Linked DNA regions of Canis lupus: region 2 is linked to region 1. Evidence: chromatin contacts called from public Hi-C data. All regions are on one chromosome and are shown on one strand. Each heading gives the region's core, a stretch centred on a gene start, on an enhancer-like site or on the middle of the called end of the contact. The rest is flanking DNA. Distances are from core to core; before and after follow the strand shown. Region 1 holds the start of NDEL1 (nuclear distribution protein nudE-like 1). Region 2 holds the start of PIK3R5 (phosphoinositide 3-kinase regulatory subunit 5).

The links. Hi-C and Micro-C count contacts between places; a contact is called where the count stands out from the background.
Region 2: a Hi-C map of blood shows a contact between it and region 1, with 8 times the contacts expected there. The contact joins the promoter of PIK3R5 here to the promoter of NDEL1 in region 1. A contact is called at or near these places in 2 of 9 Hi-C or Micro-C datasets (both in blood).

Annotation. Positions count from the first base shown.
Region 1 is chr5:33,390,352-33,397,537 of UU_Cfam_GSD_1.0, forward strand. It overlaps NDEL1 (nuclear distribution protein nudE-like 1), which reads left to right and starts at 2,661. Exons shown (of 10, transcript XM_038536844.1): 1 at 2,661-2,788.
Region 2 is chr5:33,807,380-33,814,565 of UU_Cfam_GSD_1.0, forward strand. It overlaps PIK3R5 (phosphoinositide 3-kinase regulatory subunit 5), which reads right to left and starts at 2,426. Exons shown (of 19, transcript XM_038536859.1): 1 at 2,298-2,426.

The DNA.
Region 1 (7,186 bases), core at 1,411-3,910:
AGTGGCAAGAATAGTGGAGAGTGGATGTGGAAGGCAGGAGCAGAAGTCAACCAGGTTGGCAAGAACTGAGAGAACCCCTGAGAGACAGCTCAGCCAGCCCCAGACACTGACCTGGGGCTCTCTGTCTTCTCAGGAGGGGATGCCTGGAGCAGAAATGTATGGTGCATACCTAAACAAAATCAGCAGGTGGCACTCTAAAGACGTGCCGTTGCCATCCAAGCTTGGAGGGGGCCAAAATCTTGGTTGAGTGCCTAGGGAATAGAAACTGAGGCACGAGCAGTCTTGAGCCCTAACTTTTTGGCTCTGTGCTTCCTCCAGAGGTGAGACCCCCAAGATCAAGAGCCCTGTAGAGGTTTTTCCCCTATATTCCCCCCACCATATCCCCTATATTCCCCTGTGGGTACCTGTAGAGCACCATCTGTTCAATTTAATTTGGAACAACATGGGTCCAGATGAGCAAACCAATCACCTACGTGGTTCTTTTGTGAAAATGCAAGTTCTGGGACGCGGGTGGCTCAGTGGTTGAGTGCCTGCCTTGGGCTCAGGTTGTGATCCTAGGGTCCTGGGATCGAGTCCCGCATCGGGGTCCCCACAGAGAGCCTGCTTTTCCCTCTGCCTGTGTCTCTGCCTCTCTCTGTGTGCCTTTCATGAATGAATGAATAAATAAAATCTTGAGAAAAAAAAAAGAAAATGCTCATTCTGATTCAGTAGCCCTGGGGTGGGGCTGAGATCTGCATTTCCAACTCCCTGGTTATGACTCATGCTCAGTAACTCTGACATCTAGAACACACTGTCCACAAGGTCTCAGTTCTGTGCACTACAGGAGGTGGAAGAGGGCTCTGCCCTCGGGACTTGCAGCTTTCTGGAGTAAAATATCACTGAAATGTCTCCCATATGGGTTAAGGTGTGAGTCCACTTGCTGGGTGAGTTTGGACAAGCTGTGTGACCTCTTAGGGTCTCAGTTTCCTGATCTGTAAAATGGGAAGAGGGGCGCCTGGCTGGCTCAGTTGGAAGAGCATGTGACTTTTGATCTCGGGGTTGTGAGTTCAAGCCCCACATTGCGTGCAGACATTCCTTAAAAAATAACAACTTAAAAAAAAAGGGGAGATTAACAGCCCCTTCCTTAGAGAGTGGTTTGAAAGTTAAAGCAGGATGTCCTATGGTAAGACACTTAGTACTGTGCCTGACACATAGTAAGCCTCAGCAAGGCTTGGGGTGCACTAAAAGAAGAAGCTAGGCACCCACCCTGGGGGAGTGGTAAATTGGAGGGAATAATCTTTAAAAAAAAAAAGATTTTAGGGATTTATGAGTGGTGCTAAGAGGAGCCAAAGCTCACCCTGGCCCTGCCCTCATGCAAGGCTTTGCCTTGGCCTCTATAGCCTCACCCCACTGCTGTGAGGTCCCCAGCCCAGGCTCCTGAGTTTGCCTGCGTGCATTAAATAGGGTGGTGTTTCCACAGCATCTCAAAGGCTCATGGACATTTAGAGACTGACTTCCAGTGCTCTGCTAGATGTTCTGGGGGAATCAGAGACAGATCCACACAGCCTCTACCCTCACTGGGTGTCCCTAGGGAGGTAACCCATCACCATGGAAAAGGAATGGTCAGCCAGTGCAGGGCCTCAGTAGCGGTTCTTAGAAACAGTGCTTCTTCGGGGCGCCCATGTGGCTCAGTCAGTTGAGCATATCAGATCATGACCTCATGGGATCCAGCCCCACATCAGGCTCCCTGCTTGGCGGGGAGTCTGCTTCTCCCTCTGCCCCTCCCATTGCTTGTGCTCTCTCTCTAAAATAAATAAATAAATAAATAAAAATAAAATAAAATAAAATAAAATAAAATAAGGGATGCCTGCATGGCTCAGCAGTTTAGCGTCTGCCTTCGGCCCAGGGCGTGATCCTGGGGTCCTGGGATCAAGTCCTACACCGGGCTCCCTGCGTGGAGCCTGCTTCTCCCTCTGCTTGTGTCTCTGCCTTTCTCTCTCTCTGAGTCTCTCATGAATCAATAAATAAAATACTTTAAAAAGTAAAATAAAAAAGAAACAGTGCTCTTCCTACATAGGGAGACTAAATGATAGCTGCTGTTTGGGGTGAGTCTCCAGACCAGAACCAGACCAGGGTTGTCCAATCTAATATAGATTGAGGAGTGGGCCAGATTTGCAGAGGCAGAGGGGAGGAGGGACAGACAGGGACTCATGGGACCTGTGTGAAGCCTGTTACGCACATTATGTCATTCAAGCGTAAACAGACCTGTGGGTACCGGTGCTAGAATTACCTCCATTTCACAGATGTGGAAAGTGAGACTCAGACCCCAAGAGCTCGTTCAGGCCTCCCAGCTATAAAAGTGATGACGGCCCTCTGCCTTCAGTTCATCCTCTTCTATGCCACGTATGTGCTATGCCAGGTGCTGCGCAGCTCCTACCTTTAGCGAGTGACAGCTTTTCCCTCATTCTTCTCCAAATACAGGGACCAGAGCATACAGGCATGTTGTGACAGGGAGCCTTGAACGCCTGGCTGAGGGTGAGGACCTGATCTCTCTCTCCCCTTCCTCGGGACCATGGAAGGAAGTGTTGCTCGACTCCAGCTCAGTGAGGAGGCTGACAGGATTGCCTCACTTCCAGATGACAGGCCCCAGCCTTCGTGGGCTGAACCCACTTCCTGTCCTTGTGCCTCTTTTGTCATACGGTGATTTCTCATGCTTCCTGTTGACTTCTGCTTGGTTTTCAGCTGGTTCAGCGCTAGGAACCGTGTACTGCTGGTGGTCTGATTGGTGAGGCACGGGACACAGGACCAGGTACCGTGGGGTGGTGGGGAGCAGGGGACCGGGGGGGCTCTGACTGGAGGAGGTCTGGGCCAGGTGGGGGTCAGCCTGAGACACTCCAACATGGGGGACTCCTGGTGGCCTGCGGACCTTCTCTCCATCCATGTAGTAGGAGAGACTGTCAAAGGCTGAGGTCAGCTTGTCAAGCTGGTTATGCCTCTGTGGGAGTGACACCAGCCACTTGTTTTGGTGGCTTCCCAGCGCTGCGTTGTCTTTTCACATCCCCCTAAGATCCCATTGCCTTGTTGTTTCTTTTTGCTTCCTGGGCTGCCTCGATGGTATTTTCTAGGCTTGCAGAGAATTTCCTGGGTTCAGACAGGTTTATCTGGGGCTGCCTGAGATATACATAGTCCATGTGATGCTTAACATCACACTGAGCTGACCAAGTTAGAAGATTGCCAGGAGTCCAGGCTCCTTGTTTCACTCATGGCCAAGTTACTCCCCTCTGAACGTGTTTTCTTGTCTACTAAATGTCACAGTGTCTCTGTTTTGTGGGATTTTTGCGATGCTTAAGCAGGACAACGATTATGAAAGTGTTTCATAAACTGTAAGATGATATCCTTAAAGGAGTTGAGGTTACTTTTATTTCATTTTCTAAATGGAACTCAACTTTTTTTTTTTTTCTTGGTGCAATAGTCGATATAAACCCCCACAATACAGAAAAGTGAAAGGTTTTTTGTTTTGTTTTGTTTTTCATGATTTCTGGACTTAAAAATGTATTGTGGTAAAATATACATAACATAAAACATAAAATAACATAACATAAAATGTACCATTTTTAGGTACACAGTTTATCATCAAGGGCATTCACATTGTTGTGCACCCATCATCATCATCCGTCTCCAGAATTCTGATCATCTTGCAAAACTGAAACTGTCCCCACTAAATACCACCTCCTCACTCTCTTTTTCCCCAGCTTCTGGAAACCACCGTTCTGCTTTCTGTTTTTGTGAGTTTGACGACTCTAGGAACCTCATATAAATAGAATCATACAGTATTTGTCCTTTCGTGACTGGCTTATTTCACTTAGCCTAATGCTCTCAAGGTTCACCCTTATCGTAGTATGTGTCACAACTGCCGTTCCTTCTCAGGCTGAGTATGATCCTATTGTATGTATAGACACCATTCAGTTAAGTCATTTGTATGTTCATAGACACTTAGGTTGCTTCCACCTCTGGCTATTGTGAATAATTCTGCTAGGACCATGAGTTCACAAATATCTGTTTGAGTCTCTGCTTTCCATTCTCTTGAGTATATGCCCACAATTGGAATTGCTGGGATCATATGGCAGTTTTATTTTTAATTTTTAATTTTTTGAGGAATTGTGTTACTTCATACATAGTGGCTGCATTGCTTTATAATCCTACCAGTAGCACACAAGGGTTCCAATTTCTCCACATTCTTGCTGACACTTGCCACCTTCTGTGTTTTTGATAGTAGCCATCCTATTGAGTGTGCAGTGGTATCTTACTGCAATTTTGATTTGCATTTCCGTAGTAATCAGTGATGAGTAATCAATGATTGCCTAGCACATCATTCCATATGCTTGTTGGCCATTTTTATACATCTTTGGAGAAATGTCTATTTGAGTCCTTCACACATTTTTCAATTGAGTTGTTTCTTGTTGCTGTTGAGTTGTAGGAGTTCTTTAAATATGCTGGAAGTTGACTAGACTTTTAAAACAAATGTTTCTTATGTCAAATTCTGTCCTTTAAACTTTTTTCATTTGAGATGCCTGGGTGGCTCAGTGGTTGAGCGTCTATCTTCAGCTCAGGGCATGATCCCAGGGTCTGGGGATTGAGTTCCTCATCAGGCTCACCATGGGGTGCCTGCTTCTCCCTCTGTGTATGTCTCTGCCTCTCTCTGTGTCTCTCTCATGAATAAATAAATAAATCTTTAAAAAAGACTTTTTCATTAATATTTGGGTATTGTCTAAGGTTAATTTATAAATATCTACCTTGCCCTTTTTAAAAAATTTTTATTTATTTATGATAGTCACAGAGAGAGAGAGAGAGGCAGAGACATAGGCAGAGGGAGAAGCAGGCTCCATGTACCGGGAGCCCGATATGGGATTCGATCCCGGGTCTCCAGGATCCCGCCCTGGGCCAAAGGCAGGCGCCAAACCGCTGCGCCACCAGGGATCCCTACCTTGCCTTTTTTAAAAAAATATTTTATTTTATTTACTTATTTATTAGAGAGAGAGAATGTGAGAGCTCATGAGCATGAATAGCAGGAGGGAGAGAGGGAAAGGGAGAAGTATTGTTCTCTGAGCTATCTACTTTATTATTATTATTACCTTCATTTTACATTTCATTTTGTCTATGTTTTCCCCCCTGGAGTTGATGGTTGCCTCAATTTTTCATTTTCTTAGTTTTCACATACATATCAATGTTTCCTCTCCAACAGGGCTTTAAAATTTTTCTCAATAGGATCAGAGAGGTCAGACAATCTCTCTGTTTTCATCTTGTTTTCAACTGCCACATATTTTAATTTCAACTCTCATCAAAATCAAAATCAAAAGGTTTTTGTCTTGCTCCTTTTTGTAACACCATGTTCTTGTTTTATGGATGTAGTGATACCTTTATTTCTCAGAAGATATTAAAGTTTTTCTTTTTCCAGTTTACTTCTGCTTCCTCCATTGTATCTACTACTCTTGAATTTCTTTTGTGTGATTTTGTTCTTTTTTCACATTGGAGGCTTTTTCAGTGTTTGGTGGTTCCTTGCTACACGTTCATTTTTATGATCAAGGAACTATAAGCTGATTGGAGGCTCTGTGTGTACGGGGATTGGGCAGGTGGGAGGGGGTCTAGTTGGCTGTTGGGCTTCTCTGTCAGGTAATCCAGAGCAGACCATGTGGTTGGGAGACCTCTCTTGAGCCAGTTGGGTTCTGTTGAGAAAAACTCTCTGATCTCCTGCCTGGGGGTACAAGTCAGGCTGCAGGCATTCTGGGAGGCTGTCAGGGGAAGGAAGCTGGGATCTCATCATTCTATATGCAGCCTTCGAAGAATCTACCTTCCCTCCATCTGCCTTCTCTTTGTAGCATGGTGACTTAGCCTTGCCCTCCAATGTGGCCCAGTGTCCCCTGGTCTGGAGCTTCTCTGGTTTAGTTTCTCTAGAGTAAACGTCCTCCTCCTGCTAGAGTGAGTGACTTGTCATTGCCTAGGCTGTGAAGTCAGCCTCTAAAATGCTTTGTAAACATACCATAATTTCAACAGATCTTCCCCGCCCCACCACACCTTCTAATGCAGCTGCCACCTCCAATTCCCGAGCCTGCCTGTGGGTCAGAGGCATAACACTTTTTGCTTATGGTTGGCATTCGGTTTCCAGCCTTCTCTGATCCACTCCATCAGCTACCACTCACCAGTCTAACTTTCCATTTTCTAAGATCCTGTTAACACCTTGTGTCCATCATTGTCTTCTCTTCTGTACTGCGTCTTGGTGGATTTATGCCTTTTAGAATTCTTGTCCTTTTTTGTGATTTTTTCCTTTTTTTTAAAGATTTTATTTATTTATTCATGAGAGACACACAGAGAGAGGCAGAGACACAGGCAGAGGGAAGAGGCTCCCTGTGGGGAGCCCAATGAGGGACTTGATCCCAGGACCCTAGGATCACTACCTGAGCCAAAGGCAGATGCTCAACCACTGAGCCACCCAGGCACCCTTTTGTGGTGTTTCAAGAGGAAGTGAAGATACAAGTATTCAATCCACATGGTAACTGCGATGGTTATAACATTTGCACTCACCAGCATTATACAAAAGCATTGGCTTTCGCATACTTTTAACAACAATGAGCATTATCGTTTATTTTAAACTTTGCTAATCTGATAAGCAAAATGATATCTCATTGTTATTCTAATTTACATGTTCAAAACTTACTAACGATATGGTTGAGTATCTTCCCACATATTTATTGGCTATTTGTGTTTTTTTTCTTCTAAACCACTTATTTATATCCATTGCTCATTTTTCTAGTGGGGTAGCAAAATTGTTAAATTGTTGGTATATGGCCAGCTCTGTAAAGAGCTCTTATATATTCAGTCTCAGAGAACAGGCTTCAGAAAACAGTGGATTTTAATGACTGTGTATACAATTTTAAATGATATTTTTCCTCTCCCTTTGATTAAGAAAATAACCTGTAGGGGTGCCTGGGTGGCTTGGTCGATGAAGCATCCAACTCTTGATCTCAGCTCAGGTCTTGATCTCAGGGTTTTGAATTCAAGGCCAGCATTGGGTTCTACACTGAATGTGGAGCCTACTTAAAAAAAAGGAAGGAAGGAAGGAAGGAAGGAAGGAAGGAAGGAAAGAAAGAAAGAAAGAAAGAAAGAAAGAAAGAAAGAAAGAAAGAAAGAAAGAAAGAAAGAAAGAAATCTG
Region 2 (7,186 bases), core at 1,176-3,675, 420 kb after region 1:
TAGCAGCATTGAAGAGGCCTTCATTGTACGGCATAGCATTATTTTGTGTGCTACCAAGAAAGAAATATTGCTATTTTTTGGTAAGATGCCATAGGTGGTGAGAAGCATCTTGATTTCTGAGCTGTTAAAATGTGAAAACATGTACGTCTTCAAATTGATGGAATATCCTAATATGCCATATACATTTGTTCTGGGAATGTCTCATCTTCCCTTGGGGCACAAGTCATATGTAACGCTCCTTTTGTCCCTTCCCACCCACATCAGTGCCCGAGGCTCAAAAATCAACCTTACCGGGATCCCTGGGTGGCTCAGCGGTTTCGCACCTGCCTTTGGCCCAGGGCGCGATCCTGGGGTCCCAGGATGAGTCCCGCATCGGGCTCCTGGTGTGGAGCCTGCTTCTCCCTCTCCTCTGCCTGTGTCTCTGCCTCTCTCTCTCTCTCTCTATGTCTATCATAAATAAATAAAAATAAGTTTAAAAAAATTTTTTTAAAAATCAACCTTACCACCTCACTCCTGCGTGACCACTCGTCACTATCTGGCCCCTCTAGAAGCTTCTTCTCTTAAGAAGGTGATCCAGGCCTTCAGCCCACTCACAGCTGAGCCAAAAAAGACTTTTGATCCGCAGGTATCCCTCAGGGCTGGCCAGGTCAGCCCACTGGGGTGAGCCTCTTGGAATGCAGGCAGAGTCAGCAGGGCTGGAGTACTCAGGTGCACTGGAGGTGGGGCCTCGAGGCTGCCCAAGCCAAGAGGCGGCTACAGGCTCCTGGCTCTCCTCCTCTGCCACTTCTCAGCCAGGGGGCCCCTGATCAGCATGGGGAGCCTCATCATCGTTAGCCCTCCAAATGTGCTTTTCACCTAGTACCACCACTTAGCTTCCACTGATTATTCTTGGAAGAAACAAACAGAGCAGCATTGGAACCAAGAAAGGGAGGCCGAGGAGGCCTGCTTCCATCACAGCTTGGGGAGAGAAGGTCATCATCTCCCACTTACGCTGGAGGTGTGTACATGGGGGATGGTGCTTAAAACCCCAATGGGGTCTAGCATACAAAGACCCCCAAGCCCACCTGTCCCCACAGTCCTGGCTGCTTATGCTTCAAAAAGCAAGGAAAGGTGTCCTGAAAAGAGATGGTACCCAGGAAAAGAGAATTTGACCATGGGAAACCTTCTTTGTCTTCCTGGACCTACACCAGGATGGGCACACAGAGGAAGCAGGGGAACCCCTGATCCCCCATACTCTCGCTCTGCAAACATCCAGGAAGCAGCTCCCATGTGCAGCTGGGAGGTCAGCCCACTGGGGTTTCTCATGTAAGCTCCCCACAGCCCCGGTGAGGCCACTAATTAGAGCCCGTCTTCCACACAGGGCAATGGGCTGGGGGAGGGCCAGAAGGGGCTGGAGGTCACACAGCAAGACCCCAGCGGCAACTCTGGTCTCCTTTCCACACCACACCGGGCTCCCAAGCCATGGCTCCAGTGCATCACTGAAGGAGCTTATTCAAATTTTAGAAAAATACAGATTGCAGACCACCCCCCTGAAGGCCGGGGCTGGGGCCTGGGGCATGGGTGCTCCGGCGAGCTCTGGGCGCCAGCGCCTTACCAGGTGGTCCAGGCCAGGAGGAAGGGTGTGGATGAGAAGGTGCGCGACCACGGGGCGGAGGAAGGGAAGGGCAATCCAGAAGGGGCCTTCCGGGCAGCCCTGGCCTACTTTTAGCCCTCATTTCGCCCGAACCCACCCCTCCTCTCGGCGCAGAGGCTTGTTAACTCACTCGATACCACATCCTGCCGCTTTCATCTCGCGTTCCTTTCCCCCTGAGCCATCGCCTTCCTCCCACTGACCTGAACCTCTCGCTTCTTTACCCCGGGCCTGGGATGGGCCAGCGCGCAGGCGCCCGCGCCCGCGCCCGCACCTGCACACACACCTGCACCCGCGCAGCGGCGGAGTCGCGCGGGGACACCCGGGGTAGAGGCGGCTCCTGCGCCCGCGCGCCGACGGGCGGCGCCCCAGAAGGGCGGCGGGTCCTGGCCGGGTCCTGGCCGCGGGGTCCTGGCCGCGCTCGCCGCCGCCGTCCCCAGGCCGAGGGGCTGCGGGCTCCTGACCCCCCCTCGGAGGACGCGGCCACACGCACCGCCCCGGGGGTCCCTTCCCTTCTGCCTCCGGGAGGATCGGGACGCGGGCGCGCGGACCTCCGAGCCCCGGGGCCGGGCACAGCGGCGGCAGCACCGCTCCCCGACGGCCCCCAGCCGCGCCCGCCCCGCCCCGCCCCGCCCCGCGCGCCCTCGCCGCCCTCCCGGCCACGCACCTGCAGTCCCCGCCGGGCGCCGAGCCCCGTCTCCAGCGGCGACTCCCCGCGGCTCGCGTGCGGTCGGGACCACGGCGCCGGGCAGCGGCGGCGCGGCGAGTCCCAGCATCGGCGGGGGCTGCGCTCCGACGGCGGGCGGGGGCGGGGCCACGCCGGGGCGGGGCGGGCCGGGGCGGGCCGGGGCGGGCCGGGGGCCCCGGCGGGTCTCCAGCGCCCCCTGGCGGCCGGGCGCGCGGACCAGGGAGGGCCCCGCGGCCCACGCGTCCTCCCCGCCCCGCCGGACCCCGCGCAGCACCCGAGCGGCGGCCCCCGCGCGGCGCGCGTGTGCCCTGGAAGGGACAGGCCCGCTGGGTACCCAGGGCGGCCACGGCCCGAGGGGCCCCGAGCACCCGCGACCCCCGGGAGTCAGGTGCCGCGGGTCCCGGGGGGCGGAAGCGCGGCCGCGGCCCCGCCGAGAGGGTGGGCGGAGCGGGCGGGAGACTTGGGGTGGGGGCTTCGCGGAAGGAGGAGAAAGAGGAAGCTCCGACGAGCTGCTTCCTTCTCTCGCTGCGACCCAGCGCCCCACTTCCTCCTCCTACTTCTATTTTTTTGGGTGCTCTTAACCTTGAAAATGCCTGCACCCCTGGCGCGCAGCCGGCCGCCTGGACCCCCACCCTTCTGCGAGGAGGCAGGCTTTCAGCCTCCGCCTGACTCCCCGCCGCTTCTTCCCCCGGGGGCCGTCACCGCCGAGGCCCGAGGACAAGTGGTCTCCAGAGTCCGGCCCGCTTCCTGCCCCTTTCCTTTCCCCCTACAGACCACGCTGCCAGGATATCTCCGGATCCCCTACGCTGGCCTGTGCCTCGTTTGCACACTTAACACGAGGGAAAGTTGTGCAGGCAGCCCTCGCAGGGAAAGAATAGCTCTTGATGTCAGAATTAGCAAAGGGCAGGACGCCTGGGTGGCTCAGCGGTTGAGCATCTGCCTTTGGCTCAGGACGTGACCCCGGGGTCCTGGGATCAGCTTCACATCGGGCTCCCCGCAGGGAGCCTGCTTCTCCCTCTGCCTGTGTCTCTGCCTCCCTCATGAATGAATAAATAAAATCTTTAAAAAATAAATCAGCAAAGGACAAGGCTGAAATTCCCACTTCCACTATTGAATGGGACTCTGTGTCACAATATCTGCACAAGGCGCTTGAAACTGGCCACAAGGTCTTTCGTTACTGTTGGTCAAAAGCCACAGCCCTACCTGAGGCTTGGAGAGACGTGAATGCCAATGACTGTTATTTTCTTGACTCCCAGAATACCAAGAAACAGCAACTTCCCCAAAGATGCAGAAACAGAAAGTACCCTTGGTGGAGCCCGAAGGTCCAGTTCCAGTCAACAGTGAGCGCAGGAGGAGCACCCAGCACCCCGCCGGTCCTCCTATGTGTCATCCACCAACCCGACCCCGGACCCCCGCAAGCCGGTTTCACAAGTAAGGAACCAGAGCCACGAAAGCCCGAGAGGGCACGCTGAGGTCACACGACTTGATAAGGTGGGCGAGGACTCTAGTCTCCCCAATCCCCACTCTTTTCCATCTGAAAAAAATAAAAGGAGAAGGGGGAAGACGGAGACAGCCCCGAGGTGGCCAGGGTGGGGACGATGGGAGCGGAACTGCCCTGGAATCAGGAACTGAGTCGCAAGGATGGCGCAGTGCATCCCGGATTGACGTAGTGGATTGAGATCACTTGCCAGGCTCAAGAAGACACTGGAGGTGGGATGCCTGGGTGGCTCAGTGGTTGGGTGTCTGCCTTTGGCTTATGATCCCGGGGTCTTGGGATCGAGTCCCACATCGAGCCTGCTTCTCCTTCTGCGTGTATCTCTCATGAATAAATAAATAAAATCTGTAAAAATAAAATAGATAAAATAAGATAATAAAATAAATAAAATGAAATGCTGGAGAAGTTATGGCATCCTTGACTTCCTCCGCATCCTTGGTATTCCTAAAACTGAAGATGGAGGAAAGACAAAGCAGAGTTGCCTGTTAGAGGTCGCTGCCAGGGAGCTGAGCATCCCATGACGCCTACTTAGTTCCATCCTGCATCCTCTGGGCTTGCACCCTATCCTTCCCTCTTGCTGGGCTCCCCCTTTGTCTCCCTGTCCTCAGAGGGCAGGCCACTGACCTGGAGATCTGAACAACACCTGACACCTATTGGCCAGAACTTAGAACTACAGCCACTCGGGCTCCCTGGTTAGGTACCACTTTTTTTTTTTTTTTTTTAAGTTTTATTTATTTTTATGATAGACATAGAGAGAGAGAGAGGCAGAGACACAGGAGGAGGGAGAAGCAGGCTCCATGCAGGGAGCCCGACGCGGGACTCGATCCCGGGATTCCAGGACCGCGCCCTGGGCGGAAGGCAGGCGCCAAACCGCTGAGCCGCCCAGGGATCCCCCCACTTTTTTTTTTTAATTGGAGTTCAATTTGCCAACATATAGCATAACACCCAGTGCTCATCCCGCCAAGTGCCCCCCTCAGTGTCCATCACTTAGTCACCCCAACCCTCCGCCCGCCTCCCTTTCCACCACCCTTGTTCGTTTCCCAGAGTTAGGAGCCTCTCATGTTTTGTCACCCTCACTAATATTTTCACTCATTTTCTCTCCTTTCCCTTTATTCCCTTTTATTAATTTTTATATTCCCCAAATGAATGAGACCATATAATATTTGTCCTTTTGCAATTGACTTATTTCACTGAGAATAATACCTTCCAGTTCCATCCACGTCGAAGCAAATGGTGGGTATTTGTCGTTTCTAATGGCTGAGGAATATTCCATCATATACATAGACCACGTCTTCTTTATCCATTCATCTTTCGATGGGCACCGAGGCTCCTTCCACAGTTTGGCTATTGTGGACATTGCTGCTAGAAACATCGGGGTGCAGGTGTCCCGGCGTTTCATTGCGTATCTTTGGGGTAAATCCCCAGCAGTGCAATTGCTGGGTCGTAGGGCAGGTCTCTTTTTAACTCTTTGAGGAACCTCCACACAGTTTTCCAGAGTGGCTGCACCAGTTCACATTCCCACCAACAGTGCAAGAGGGTTCCCCTTTCTCCACATCCTCTTCAACATTTGTTGTTTCCTGCCTTGTTAATTTTCCCCATTCTCACTGGTGTGAGGTGGTATCTCATTGTGGTTTTGATTTGTATTTCTTAGGTACCACTTTGTACAGCTCTTTGTTGCTGCTCCATTTAAAAACGTATGTCTAGGGGATCCCTGGGTGGCTCAGTGGTTTGGTGCCTGCCTTTGGCCCAGGGCGCGATCCTGGGTCCCGGGATCGAGTCCCGTGTCGGGCTCCCGGCATGGAGCCTGCTTCTCCTTCCTCCTGTGTCTCTGCCTCTCTCTCTCTCTCTCTCTCTCTCTCTCTCTCTCTCTGTCTATCATAAATAAATCAATCAATCTTTAAAAAAAAAAAGTATGTCTACCTGTAACCTCTCTCCTTCTTTTCACTGCCTTAAGTTTTCTTTCTTTTTTCTAAAGATTTTATTTATTTATTAATGAGAGACATGGGGGGGGGGGAGAGAGAGAGAGACATAGGCAGAGGGAGAAGCAGGCTCCCTGTGAGGAGCCCGATGTGGGACTTGATCCCAGGATCCCAGGACCATGGGATCATGACCTGAGCCAAAGGCAGACGCTCAACCACTGAGCCACCCAGGCGCCCCTGTCTTATGTTTTCAAAGAGGAGTCTATCAATCTCTGCTTTATTCTTCTTACATTTATTGTCAATGCTCTGAAAATAATCACCAAGGAAACACTAACGTTGAATAAATGAATAAGTAAATAGAGAGGAAGAGACAATGCTTCCTTAGTGGTAGGACTCCATGACTAAAGGTAGGAGGTGGTGTAATTAGAACATCACCATTTGGCAGACGTCACAGTTATAAGTTTTGCAGGTAAGAATCATCAATGGATGCTCAGGTGGTGCCAAAGGTGTCATGATGAGTGGGTTCCTTGCTTAGACTTCAAGTAGCTCCCCCACAAGACACTTGTTAGCTACACAGCAAAGAATAGTAACTTGGCAGTGGAGAAACCAGGGAGAATGTTCCTTAACCAAGTGAAAAATATGGGCAGTATCATCACAAGGCCCACTTGCGATATTCCCTTTATTATTCCCCAATATAGCAATATTGTTTACCTCTTGATTTGATGCGCTAAGAAGAGCACACCATTTCTATGGCTTTCTGGTAAAAAAAAAAAATACCTTAGCTCACCCTCCCCAGGGTGCCTGGGTAATGCAGTCGGTTAAGCATCTGACTCTTGATTTCAGCTCAAGTCATGATCTCGTGGGTAATGGGATTGAGCCTTGCATTGTCGGGCTCCCCAGTGCTTGTCCCTCTCCCCCTCTGCCCCTACTCCGTGCAAGTGCGGGCTTGTTCTCTATCTTTCTCTCTCTCTCAAATAAATAAATAAATCTTTTTTTAAAAAGTCCTTTATCTCCTCTCTCTGTGTCTCTCATGAATAAATAAATAAAATCCTTAAAAACAACAACAAAAGTCCTTTATCTCAACCTAACCATAAGAAAACATCAGACTTAAAAAAAAAAAAAAGAAAAGAAAACATCAGACTAAATCAAATTGAGGGACATTCTACAAAATCTTCCAACAGTGTAACAGTAAGGAAATAGAAGACTGAGGGACTGTCACAGATTGTCACACAACAGGTAAGGGCAGTGAGGGATTTTGGACTGGATCCTGGCCCAACAAAAAGGACATTAGTGGGGCAATTGCTAACATTTGAATGAAGTCTATAGGTTCATCAATAGTACTGCATCTATATTAATTTCCTGATTTCAATAATCACGCTCCTATGTTCTATACTAATATTTAGGGAAACTGGCTGAAAGTTTTATGGGAACTCTCTTTGCAATATTTTTTGTAA